Linked DNA regions of Mus musculus: region 1 is linked to region 2. Evidence: chromatin contacts called from public HiChIP or PLAC-seq data. All regions are on one chromosome and are shown on one strand. Each heading gives the region's core, a stretch centred on a gene start, on an enhancer-like site or on the middle of the called end of the contact. The rest is flanking DNA. Distances are from core to core; before and after follow the strand shown. Region 1 overlaps Grin2b (glutamate receptor, ionotropic, NMDA2B (epsilon 2)). Region 2 overlaps Gm25136 (a long non-coding RNA gene).

Region 1 (5,828 bases), core at 2,197-4,696, 610 kb before region 2:
TAAGCTGTCATCGGTTGGCCCAAGGACTGGGCAAAGGAGAAGACATTAAAGAGTAGAATACAGAGGAAGAGAAGTCAAAGGGGCCGAGAAAGATAGAGAGAAAAGAGAGGCGATCCAGTTGGGAAAGACTTGTCAGGTATCAAGGAGGCACTGCCACAGGTGGCCTGCAGCTTTTTGGTATTCCAAGCCATTTTGAGGACTCTGTTGTGACCTGTCATCATGAGCAGTGCCCATGCTGCTTGACTTGGTGGCATTCTGGGCCTTCCTGGGTTTGTTGTTGTAGCTCTCTGCTTCTTATCACTGAATGGGTTTCCTTTCATCTCCTTGCTTTTTGCCCTCACCCTTGTGGCATGGGCAACATGGGGAGTGGTGAGACTGGTGGGATGAAGAAGAACACATTCGACAGCAATGAAAGAGCCTCTGTGGTCTGTAATTAAGGAAACATCAATAGGAAACTATGACTTCCCAGGAAAGCAGGGCTAAGGATGTGGTTTTAAGGGGAGTGAGCCACATGTGGCTCGATTTCTGTGCTCTAGGTATGCTAGTGCAGGGTGGACCTGGGGAAGGAGTGACATTCCAGGGGCTAGTGTGCAGGGACAGAAGCAGAGCATGCCAGAGAATTGTCTAATTTGTCTCTCTTGTTGGTTCCAGCTCTAGGAAGCCTGCCCACCTGCAGATTCTTGTTCTGCTACTGATGGTGTGTGATCTTTGTCAGGGGTGGATGTAGGCAGAGAGTACAAGTAAGGAGAATCGCAGAAAGGAGAGGAGAGGAGAGGAGAGGAGAGGAGAGGAGAGGAGAGGAGAGGAGAGGAGAGGAGAGGAGAGGAGAGGAGAGAAAAGTTCTTTTTGTCACTACTTTGTTCCCCAGGTGTGTTTGTTTGTTTGGTTGGTTTTTGTTTTTTGACTGGTTAAGAAGAGCGACTTCCTCTGGAGGGAGGGTGAACAACAAGGGGTCTTGTCTCTGTGCTTCTGTCTCCCAAAGAATGGCTTTAGAACTCAGCCATTTTCTCAGACCTTCAACTTCCACGTAGGCTTGCATGGGGAGGGGCAATGGCTACCTTTGAGAGAGACACGATAAAAGTTGGCTGCTGTAATGAGTGACTGGTGTTTGGTGGGGGGAGAATCAGGACTGAGTGGATTCTGCGGCCTATCATAAGCTTTAAGATGTATTTTTCATCTCCTTTATGGCTGTGGTAAACCCAAGGGCAGGGTTTCTTCAAGGATCTAATGAAGGTAACATCTTCACCAGTATTGGCCAGCTACTGTAAACATTTAGTGAATACTTGGGGGCTGTGAAACACAGAAGGAAGCAGGGGGAAAGGAAGTTGAACATGAAGAAACTATGACCTCAAATCAACACCTAGAGCCACACAAGAGATGGAATCCAGGGATGGCCTCACCATTGTGGAGGTTGGATGCAGGTGTTCCAAATGACGGCCTGCTTCTTGAACGGTGATGATAGCAAATGACCTCTCAGCTCATCCTTGGTATCTTGATGGGGGTCAAGAGTAGGGGCTGCCAAATTTAAGATTGCCTTCTTTCTCCTTGCCATTTTACAGTCCTTAAGAATCCTAGAGATTACATCCTTCAGTGAACCCCGTTTTTAGTCTCCGTGACCCTGTACTCGGTTGGGAACTACTGCACTGTTCCTATGTAAACAAATATAGATCAAAAGAGTTGCTGGTGTAATGAATTGTTTACATTTATTAAAGTGCCTCTCTTCTTTGTAACCATAGAAGAAACCTCCAGGGAGAGATTAGTGGTTGAATTGGTATTGTCTTCCAGGAGGCTGAAGATGCTAAGAACTGAGCACAGTCAGTAGAGGGAGCACACAGAACTCGGAGGAGGTAGGTTTCTGGTTTCTGAGGTCTAGATGCAGTGGAGATGTTAACTGTCTGTGACTATTAGCCCGATTCACCTGCCCATCTGGTGGGTCAACTTCTCAGGATGTGTAGACCAGAGAGGTGTGCTCAGGGGCCTTCTTTGCTTTGCTTGGTGTTCCGGTACCTTTTTTCTATCCTGTCACTCTCTAGCCCTGTCAGCTGAGGTTGGCAGGGAAGAACTCAAATGATTTTGTTGTCTCCTGGTAACAGCTCTTCCTCACTGCTCCCAGCAGTGTGGTTGTTTGCCCTCTCTGTGTTTTACTAGCATGTATTTGAAGTTCTAAGACCCCTTTGCTTTCTCTTATTTACGCGTCCTTCTTCCTTCTCCCAGAAGCTCACGAGCTCCCCAAGGGCAGGGAGAGATGTGTATTCATCTTGGAATCATTTGTACTCAACGCAGAGACAGGCATCTGATAGATGCGGGATAACCCTGGGAGAATGAGCTGGGACAGGATGCACAGTGTTTATCAGTCAGAGGTGCTTTTTGTTATTTTATTTTTTATTTATTTATTTTTTGCCTGATGGTATAGAATGAGGTAATGGTATGCTGGGAGATGTAATCAAGAACTCGAAACTCAGTAGGCAACTACTCTGTCCTCATCCCATAGATGAAGAAGCTGAGATCTGGGGAAGTGATTGTCCCAAGGTTATGTAGCTCCTTAATGCTGACGTTTCCTGCTATCCACCATTGATGGTAGTGAGAACTGGGGATTGTTTGTGCACTTTGCATATCTACATCATTCCATCTCAAACTTTATTGCATACAGAAGTCATGGGGGCTTGCGGGGTGCTATTAAAATGCACATCCTGATTTGATAGGTTTTTGGTGAGACCTGATATTCAAGTTTAGCATGTCAGAGTTCTTGTATGACCAGGTTCAGGTCCACACCCACTATACATCTGAGCACCATCATAGTTAATGCCTAATCTCTTCATTAAATCTTGTGGCATCCACAGCATCTCTGCTTTGATTATTTTTTTTTCTAATCAGAAAAAATATGTTTAATTTTATCCGTTTATTCTACTTTTTTTGTTTATAATTCTTCTACTCAAGTACCCCTTTTTTTGTTTCCTCTATACCTTCTTATTTCTGGGCTTTCTTATAATGGATTGTCTTCTCATTTTCTCCTGCTTCTTAGTTTATTTCTTATTAACATCCATTTATCTTTTCTCATGCACACAGCAATTGCCTTATTTCATTTATCTGTATGTTTTATGCTCTGTTCAATTATTCAATAAATACTTGATAAAAAGGCAATATTAATCAAGCTATGAAAAAGAATTGGCTCTTCATATTGCAGTAGCAGATAAGCTATATCCTGGAGGTCTTCAAGGACACAGGGTGAAGAAACCTTCACTTATTTAAGACCTTTCAATGCAAGTTGGTGGGGAAGAGGTTTGGAGGGATTCATGGAAGGAGTTGGTGGTTGAATTGTTTCTTGAAGAACAAACAAGAGTTTTGGAGGCAAGGAAGGACAAGCCATTCCGTGAGAATGCATTGGCTGCTATAGTCAGGCTGCTATAGACACCCATCCTCCTGTCTTGCATCCCTGAGGACCAGAGCAGGACTGTGCTGGTTCCCTAGCTCCGAGACTCTGACCACAAAGGACCAGGGTAGAGGGAGGGCTGAGGCTCTCTAATTTCTGCTTTGGCGAGTCTACAGTTAATGAATCCTCACCCGGTTTGTTAGACTTGCCTCTAGAATGAGCAAATGATGTAGTTTTCATTTTAGACCACTGGATTGCAACTAACTTTATTGATGGCCATTACAAAGAAAGGGACAGCTGTTAGCTGATTCGTGTCCAAGGAAAGAGCTGGATCCCAGCCCAGGCCAGGCTACTTGGAATGAAGGACCAGCCGGGCCCCATGTGTTTCTTGAGTAGTGAGGTAGAGTGCCGCACCATTCATCCGCTAGCAGCTTTCTGTAGCAGCACAGAGGGGCGAGGAGAACAGAGGTGCCCATTATTCTCAGGCACTCCATGACACATTTTAGTTGCCTTATTGGAGTGGCCTGATATTGTAGATATTTTTACTTTGAGGGATGCCTGGATGTAGGGATGATGGGTGACATCTCGGTCACCTTTTGGTTAAACTGTCACATGGGTGCTTAAGGAAAGATGAATTTGAATGGATTCTTTGCTAAGTTGTATTTCATCTATTTCTAGTCCCCATTCCCCACTCTCCCCATCTCTCTGTACGTGGTGAAATTTATTAATTTTATTAGGAAAAGCTTATTATTAAGCTTGGTCTGAAGATTTCTTTTAATTTTAATTTTTGCAGTATTGGGGATTCAACCTAGGACCTTGTGTATGTATACTAGGTAAGATAAGCACTTCAGCACCAAGATGCATGTCCTATGTATGTCTCCCACTCATTTAAAACACTTCTGTTTTTGAGGCCAAGTACTCAGGGTGGTCTTGAATTTATTCTGTAGTCTACAATGGCTTTGGACTCATGATCTTCCCCTGTTAACGTCCCTAGTGGCTGGGATTTTAGGCAAGTGCCACCAGGACTAGATTTCATTCTGGAGACACTTTTAAGGTCCATTTCACATAAAGAGTATGGTGGGAATGAAGATACAGGGGTGAATAAATATCTTGACTTAAAGGTCGTGTGTTCTAAGGTGACTGGAGGGGCAGGGAATAGAAACAGAGCAATAAGCTATTCTTTCTCTGGTTAGTTGAGGATGGGGTAGAGCAGAGGCTCGGCTGGACCCAAGGAATAGCAGATCAGGAAAAAGAGAGAAGTGATTGGCCTTGTCCTTCCTTGGGGATGGATGCTTAAGAGAAAGAAAAACCTCCAAAGGACAGAGTGGTGAGGCCAGTGTGTGTCTCCACACATGCTCCTACTCTGGCCTCCTCCTCCCACCCCTGCTCATTCTCCCCCAAGTAGTCTCTGATCACTGGCCCACTAGGACTGCAAATTCATAATTCTGTTTTTTCAATGCCAAGTTTCAAGTTCTCATTCTTCTTTTTGTAGACCCTCTCAGCACTTTAACTGGGTGGATTATTTTAGGAAATGAGGAGATTTTTATTTCTTTTGAGTCATGGGACTTAGTGAAATACTGTTGTTTAAAAGCATTGTATTATTAGCAAAGTGGGGAAGAACCATTCCTAGGGTTTACATGGCATCTTTAATCCTCCCTTCCCACAGTTCCCTTGCCTCTGTGAAAGTGACCAAGCTTTCTAAAGTAAGACTCCCCCCTTATTATGCCATGATCTGCTCATATACATTACAGCGTCTGGGCTAGAGATCAGAACACACACACGCTAATTCTTCACCAACACCAAACATACTGCAGGTGCGGTGACTTACCTACTCTGAACACTGGCCTGAATCACTAAACACATCAAATGTGAGATGCATTGAAAGGTTATACAATTTAGATCCAGTGTAGCCTTGATTTGTATGTGTGTGTGTGTGTGTGTGTTTGTGTATGTGTGTGTGTGTTTGTGTATGTGTGTGTCTCTGTGTGTGTGTCTGTGTGTCTGTTTGTGTCTCTGTGTGTTTGTGTGTGTGTGTGTGTGTGTGTGTGTGTGTGTGTGTGTGTATGTACATGTCTGGTCCAGAGATGAACAACACACACAATGCTGACAATCACAAGCAGCGTGTGTGTGTGTGTGTGTGTGTGTGTGTGTGTGTGTGTGTGTGTGTGAACAGTAGGTCTGCACAATGAATCTTAAATTCGTGCTTCACTTGCAGAGGATAAACCTTGAGTTAGCCAGTGATGGGCACTTACTGCGCCACAGATCTTGGGAGCACAGGTCACCCCCTTTGTAAGTCAGGCGTCTTTGTGGGGTTCAGTCTCATTATCCAGCAGATGACTGAGCAGGTGGTCTTGGGGGAGAAATTTATATTTGTGTCTGTGCTGCTCCTTGCTTCACGACTGTGTGTAAAACTTCAGCTCTGGGTCTCAGACTCCTCACCCAGTAACGGGGGCGATAC
Region 2 (5,846 bases), core at 1,428-3,927:
AAACCATCTGCCTCTCTTGATTTCCTTCCAGTGTGCACTCATCCCTGCTGTTAGGCAGTTATTTAAATAAATGCACTGGTTAAAAGCAGAAGAAACAGGTTTTCACCCCTGCTTTGAGTCTAACTTTGTTAATTAGGTTACTTAACCTTCCTAAGCCTCAGTTTCTGCTCCTGGAAAATGGATCTGATACTCAATCTTAGCATTATGAAAACATGTGCTCATCACATAGTTTATATAGAGGAAGTGCTTGATTATTTCATTAGCCAACCTCGCCCCTCCCTAAAGTATATTTTGTCCCTGAATTCTTTCCTGAAAATAGCAACAATAAAGACAGATAATAAGTAACGTTCTTTTCTCTATGCCAGGCGTGGTTACATGTATCTGAAAATATTAACTTACTCTTCATAGCAGCTATAATGCAGCATTATTGTAGCTATTGTAATCTACAGAGCTCAGAGACCTTAACGGAAACTCTCCCAGTTTATTCTGGTAGAAGTGTAGGTGGCTGAGCAGCTCCACCCAGGTCTCAGAATCCCTTCCTGTCCAGACCCTCCATGAGCACTAAGCTATAGCATCTTCTCTGGGCTCATTGCAGGCAATGGCCAGGTTCCCAACACAATGCCTCTGGCAGATGCTCAGAAACAAATGTTTTGCCAGTGGTGGTGACTTACCAGGACAAGTTCCCAAGTCCTGTGAGCTGATTTTGGTAAAACCCAGACTTAGTATCCTGTAGTTCTCTACATGTGGATCCCAACCCAAGTCCCACGGGCTAAGACCAGGGTGTGGCCTGTGATCTGCAGAGCCTCACTCTGCTGACTTATCCTGCTCTAGATCCCACCATTCCTGGCTTGAGCCACCTCCCCTTGTCCCTATAGGTAACAAAGGAAGACTGAGTCTTCATACAACTCGCAAGAAGCCTGTCCTCTGCTTCTTGCATGTTTAAGAGTCACTATAGCCAGGACTGGTGGCACAGGACTGTAAGTCCATCTACTCAGGAGGCTGACGCAGGATGGATGCATGTCCAAGACCAGGTATTCTGTGTAACCTGTTTATAAAAGAGAGCAGAAGGCCCAGAGTGGGGAAAAGAATATAGTGTAATGAAAGAGCATTTACCTGATATACATAAAGTCCTAGGTTCAACCCCCAGGGCCAGCAAAACAAAAGCAAAAACTAATCCATCCGAATGCAACAGCCTGCCTAGAGAATGGAGCTTATGATCCCTGTCCTGAAGAGAATGGATTTGAAACCACCTGGACCTTTATTCTCTTTGAATTGAGTGAAGCACCTAATTTGACAGATCTTGAGGACCAGGAGATGGACATCTTTTTTGGGGGGGGGGGCTGTTAGTCTGCCCTCCACAATCCAATAATAAATTAAGAGTGAAATCAATACCTAGTCTCTAGGCAGCTGGGACATGACAAACATGGCTCTGTCAGGCCTTGTCCTTCTCCCCCATTCCCTCTGCCTTGCTAAAAACCATGAGATGACGTCCCTAAAGCTACCTACCAAGATCTATCCCCTTATTTGGTCAATTCCTCCTCCTGAGACGGACTACCAAGATCCAGCTATCAAAATATTGAAGTCCAGCAATCAAAAACTCCCCTTGGCCCCACAACTAACATGCCCAATTACAATTAAACAACTCATCTTAACACAGGGTTTCCTGCTTTATCTTTAAAACCCATCATCTGACTATGGGCCATGTCTGTCTCTTCTCTATCTAGAGGGAGCTCTTTATCCCACTGGGGGACAAATAGTTCTACCCCCCTCTCCCTCATCTTCTAGCTCCTGTCTTCATCTCTTATTCTCTGCCCTTTGTCCCTCCAGGACAAATAAATCTATTTTGTGCTGAGAGTTTGTTTTGGGGGTGTCTTGAACCAACTCTGAGGTTCTTTACAAAAATAAGTATGAAGAAATCTTACAAAATACTGTGCCTCCACACTTAACCTCCTTCTTCAAATTTTGTGTACCTGGCTGCGAGTCTCCCACAGCTGCAGAGTGTCAAGCACTGACTAGGGTCCTGCTCAGAGCACCTACCCTGACCTTCCCCGGCTGCCCTTCCCCTTTTCTCCGCCTAGGGAAAAGAAGAGGAAAGAAAATATACTGACCATTCAGAAAGGAAAGGATGGATTTGGGACCACAGAGAGGTAGTGAACAAAACAGATCCCACATCTGTGTTCCTGGCCACAGCCAGCTAGGCCCCCTAGCTCCTGGGAACCATCAAAGTCGGTGAATGAAGCTATAACGTGCCAGCGACAGCAGGAAGACAATGATTGGTGGGATGAACACTCGGAGAAGATAAAACTCTGGTCCTGTTCATATTAAATGCTTTTCAGTTTTTATCGTAATTAAATGTTTTTTAAAACGTTAATGGAATAAATTGGACTTGACTTCTCCGTTCTCCAGATCCTGCAATTATGCCCAAGGCCTGTCTTGAAAGGGCGCCAGAGGGTGATGGATTAGCTCTAAAATAAATCAAATTTCCCCCCGCTTTCGAGTTAGGGAAATATAATGAGCATTCCGTCTTGCCTCTAGTGATGGAGGTGCCGCATGACTTCGCTACGGTTATTCTACTAGGAGCAGCCTGAGGAATAAGCTCGCCAATATAGTGTCATAAACCAAACTCCACCAGGGCATTAAACCTGTGTTGCCACAGTGCAGTGGGTGAAAGGGCCCGGGCAGCATTTCTGCCCAGCTGCCTCCTCTTGCCAAGACTCCCTCCCAGTAAATATCTAGCTAGCAGCTCTTGGAAATGAGCTGGGCACCGTGCCAGCCAGACTCCCAGCTTGCCAGGACAGGCAGTACAGAGGGCCAGGCACCTGTTCCCTGTACATTTGCTGGTATAGGGCACTGCTGACTAGTGGGGGTAGGAAAGTCTCTGGGTGGGATCCAGGAGAGCCAGCACTCCATTAGCGCAGGCCTGAGTCAGCAACAAAGCCTCCCAGATGGGTCTGAAAACATTGACGCTGAAGCCTAGGCCAAGGGCAGTTCCCAGCCTCTGCCTGCGGTCAGGGACTGAAGGCATCTGAGCTTACTAATGTGGGCTCTTCTTTCTTCCCACTGAACCTGAGCTGAACAAGTAAAACCAAAGACAAGCAGCCAGGCCTAGTGATGCACACTGGTAACCATGAGTGCTTAGGAGGCCGAGGCAGGAGGACAGCAAGTTCAAGACATCCTGGGCTCTTTAATGAAAACTTACCTCAAAATAAAAACTCCTTGTTTTGAAAACCTGGTGGACCACTGGGCCAGTATGTGGGATGCCCTAGTTCTGTCAACAATGTCACAAAGAAAATGAGGAGGGGGAGGGAGAGAAGGAGAGAGAAGAGGAAAAATGAGAGGAGGAGAGGAAAGAGGAGGAAAGGAGAAGGAAGAAGAGGAGGAGATAGCAGCTTCCTGTGACAGGCCTTCCTATACATAACCCCCATTGTGCTCATCTTCCTGTCAACACCCGCTCAACCTTCCCTGCCCTTAGAAACCTTCAACACCTGCCCTCAGTCACATTTATATGCCATTTACTGGTGTGGCACCTGGGTCCCCTTTGAATAGAGCAGTCATCAAGGCCTTAGTTATAGAGACCGATGAGTTGCAAATAGTAGTGTTTGGAAGCTACTTAGGAAAGATATTTCCAGCCATTAAGGTTTCAGACTGAGGGCCAATCTGACAACATCTACATCAGACACGCTCTGTTTTGATCTTTCTTGTGCTTCACTGTGGTTGTAAGGCTGATCCACATCTTCAGAATTCTATTTCTATGGAGCCCTTGAGTATGATCATGGCAAGAAGCCAGCGAAAGTGCTGGAACAACCCTGGAGCTCTTTCCACCATGGGGTCTGTTTCAGATATAAAATGTGACTGACCACAGTGCTCTAGGTGAATGGGTGAGCAAGGTCATTCTTTGGGCAGGGGGAACCAAGACCTCTCCCTCCCTGTGGAATGGCAAGAGTAGACTGTTTAGTGACCTCCAAGGAGCAAGCCTGGGAGGAGGAGGCAGGGTTACCCAGACCTTAAGATGACACTGTCATGACAAAAAAAAAAAAAAAAAGACTCTGAGACCAAAGCCAACCCCCTTTCCTGGAGCTGGTGTGTGTGTGTGTGTGTGTGTGTGTGTGTGTGTGTGTGTGTGTGTGTATGTGTGTGTGTATGTGTGTGTGGTATCCTGTAACCGACCTCTTTCCATGCACCAACCACAAGTTCCACCAAAGCTAAAGAATTACTTGGCACCCAATCCTCTACCTGGCTTCTCACTGGGTAGGATGTCCCTCCTGCATCTGGTTGGATTAAATTTCTTCATCTGGATGGGTTTCTCTCTTCTAATTATTTTAGGGAGAATCTTGAATCTTCTACTTCCTTCCTATGCCCCTGGTCCAGAGTGTTATTCCACAAGCCACCTGCTTGGCTGTGTCCTAGAACAAAATTCTCAAACTTGGGTCATGGCCTGACAAGGAGTTGCGTCAGTAGATGTCAGAGGAAAAAGAAAAGGGGGTTGAGTCAATTGAAAATTAAATGTGTAATGAGTCCATCACCCATGTTACATCACACAACTTCATTGCAGCCTTGGTCCTGAACACTGCATGCCCATGTGCACATGCCTTCCTTCATACCATGCCCCACAAACTAGTGATACTTTGACACCCTCCAACTCAAATCTGAGCCTGCAATATGGATGAAATGCAGTGTTTTTACCATGCATGCAAAATCTCCTGTTCTTATAGAAGCATAATGGTTTAATTATGGAAAATAATGTCTTTTAATATTTTCAGACTATCATTTCTCAGCAAGTAAGCATCAAATTAGTATGTCTTTGCATCATATTGCACTAGACCAACAAACATACCCATTTCATTCATATGCAAATTTGCCTTTTGTCCTTAACAAATAGTAAAATTACATGCATATCAAATAACTGTTTCAAGATAGTCTCTTGATTTATTATGAGCAAATATTTGATTCATACACCTTTTGTTTATATGTACAATATGTGTGTGCATGCATTTGTGTATGTGCATGCATCTGTGTGTGTGCATGTATTCATGTGCGTGCATGCAGGCAAGTACAGCATATGTGGAAGTCAGATGATAATATCAGCTCTCTCTCCTCACCTTCCATCTCCTTGGGAGACAGGGTCTCTTTCTTATGTTTTCAAAAACTGGCTGGCACAGGGCTACCAGGGATTCGGTCTCTACTTTCTGTCTCCCCATAGGATCACTGTCACTATAGACAATCACACTATTCATCCCACCTCTACATGCTTTATGGGGCCTCATCCACTGAGCCATATCCCCAGCCCTGTATTCCTATTTTATGTTCCTATACACCCAAGAAATTCTCAGGGGAAGGAGGATCACAAGTAGAAAATTAAAAAGCCCTGTCCTAGGGCACCATGCTCATCTCTGTGAGTATCCTGTATTCATCTGTTCATTATGGGAGCTGCGTGCCTCAAAGTTCTTAGACAGACCTACTCCTGTTCTCAATGCCGTTTGATACCCAGGCCTCATCTCCACACTCTTGATTTTCTCTAGCCTTGTTACCCTCACCATCTAAGATGAGGCTACTAGGCAGCATGTCTGGTGTCTTTTATAAATTGTCTTAGCTCCCTTTCTGTTGCTGTGATGAAACACCATGGCCAAGGCAACTTATGAAAAGAAAGCATTTCGTTGGGCTAACCAGAGGGTTAGAGTCCATCCATGATAGAGGCAGAAAGCATGGCTGGAGGAATAGCTGAGAGCTCACATCCTGAACCACAAGCAGAAGGAAGATATATAGGGTGAGATATAGGGAGGTTTTGAAAGCTCAGATTCCAACCTTATGGCATATGGCGTACCTCCTCCTACAAGACCACGGCCTCT

What was found. HiChIP or PLAC-seq counts read pairs in DNA pulled down with a chosen protein or histone mark.
Region 1: a contact with region 2 is called in an H3K4me3 HiChIP or PLAC-seq map of embryonic basal ganglia, with 3 times the contacts expected there. The contact joins two enhancer-like sites. A contact is called at or near these places in 1 of 39 promoter capture datasets (hippocampal neurons) and 4 of 115 datasets of contacts at active chromatin or transcription factors (astrocytes, embryonic basal ganglia, embryonic forebrain and 1 more).

The regions. Positions count from the first base shown.
Region 1 is chr6:136,163,544-136,169,371 of GRCm38.p6, reverse strand. The region is part of intron 3 of Grin2b (glutamate receptor, ionotropic, NMDA2B (epsilon 2)); the gene reads left to right. Among named protein-coding and RNA genes, the nearest start is that of Gm26653, 6.6 kb to the left of the region's middle. Within about 2 kb of position 3,446, at least 24 of the 459 cell types and tissues checked have an H3K27ac peak or open chromatin away from gene starts, as enhancers often do. A contact at or near this core is called in embryonic basal ganglia and hippocampal neurons, where this site is marked.
Region 2 is chr6:135,556,637-135,562,482 of GRCm38.p6, reverse strand. All of the region lies in intron 1 of Gm25136 (a long non-coding RNA gene), which reads right to left. Among named protein-coding and RNA genes, the nearest start is that of Gm25136, 33 kb to the right of the region's middle. Within about 2 kb of position 2,677, at least 97 of the 459 cell types and tissues checked have an H3K27ac peak or open chromatin away from gene starts, as enhancers often do. A contact at or near this core is called in embryonic basal ganglia and hippocampal neurons, where this site is marked.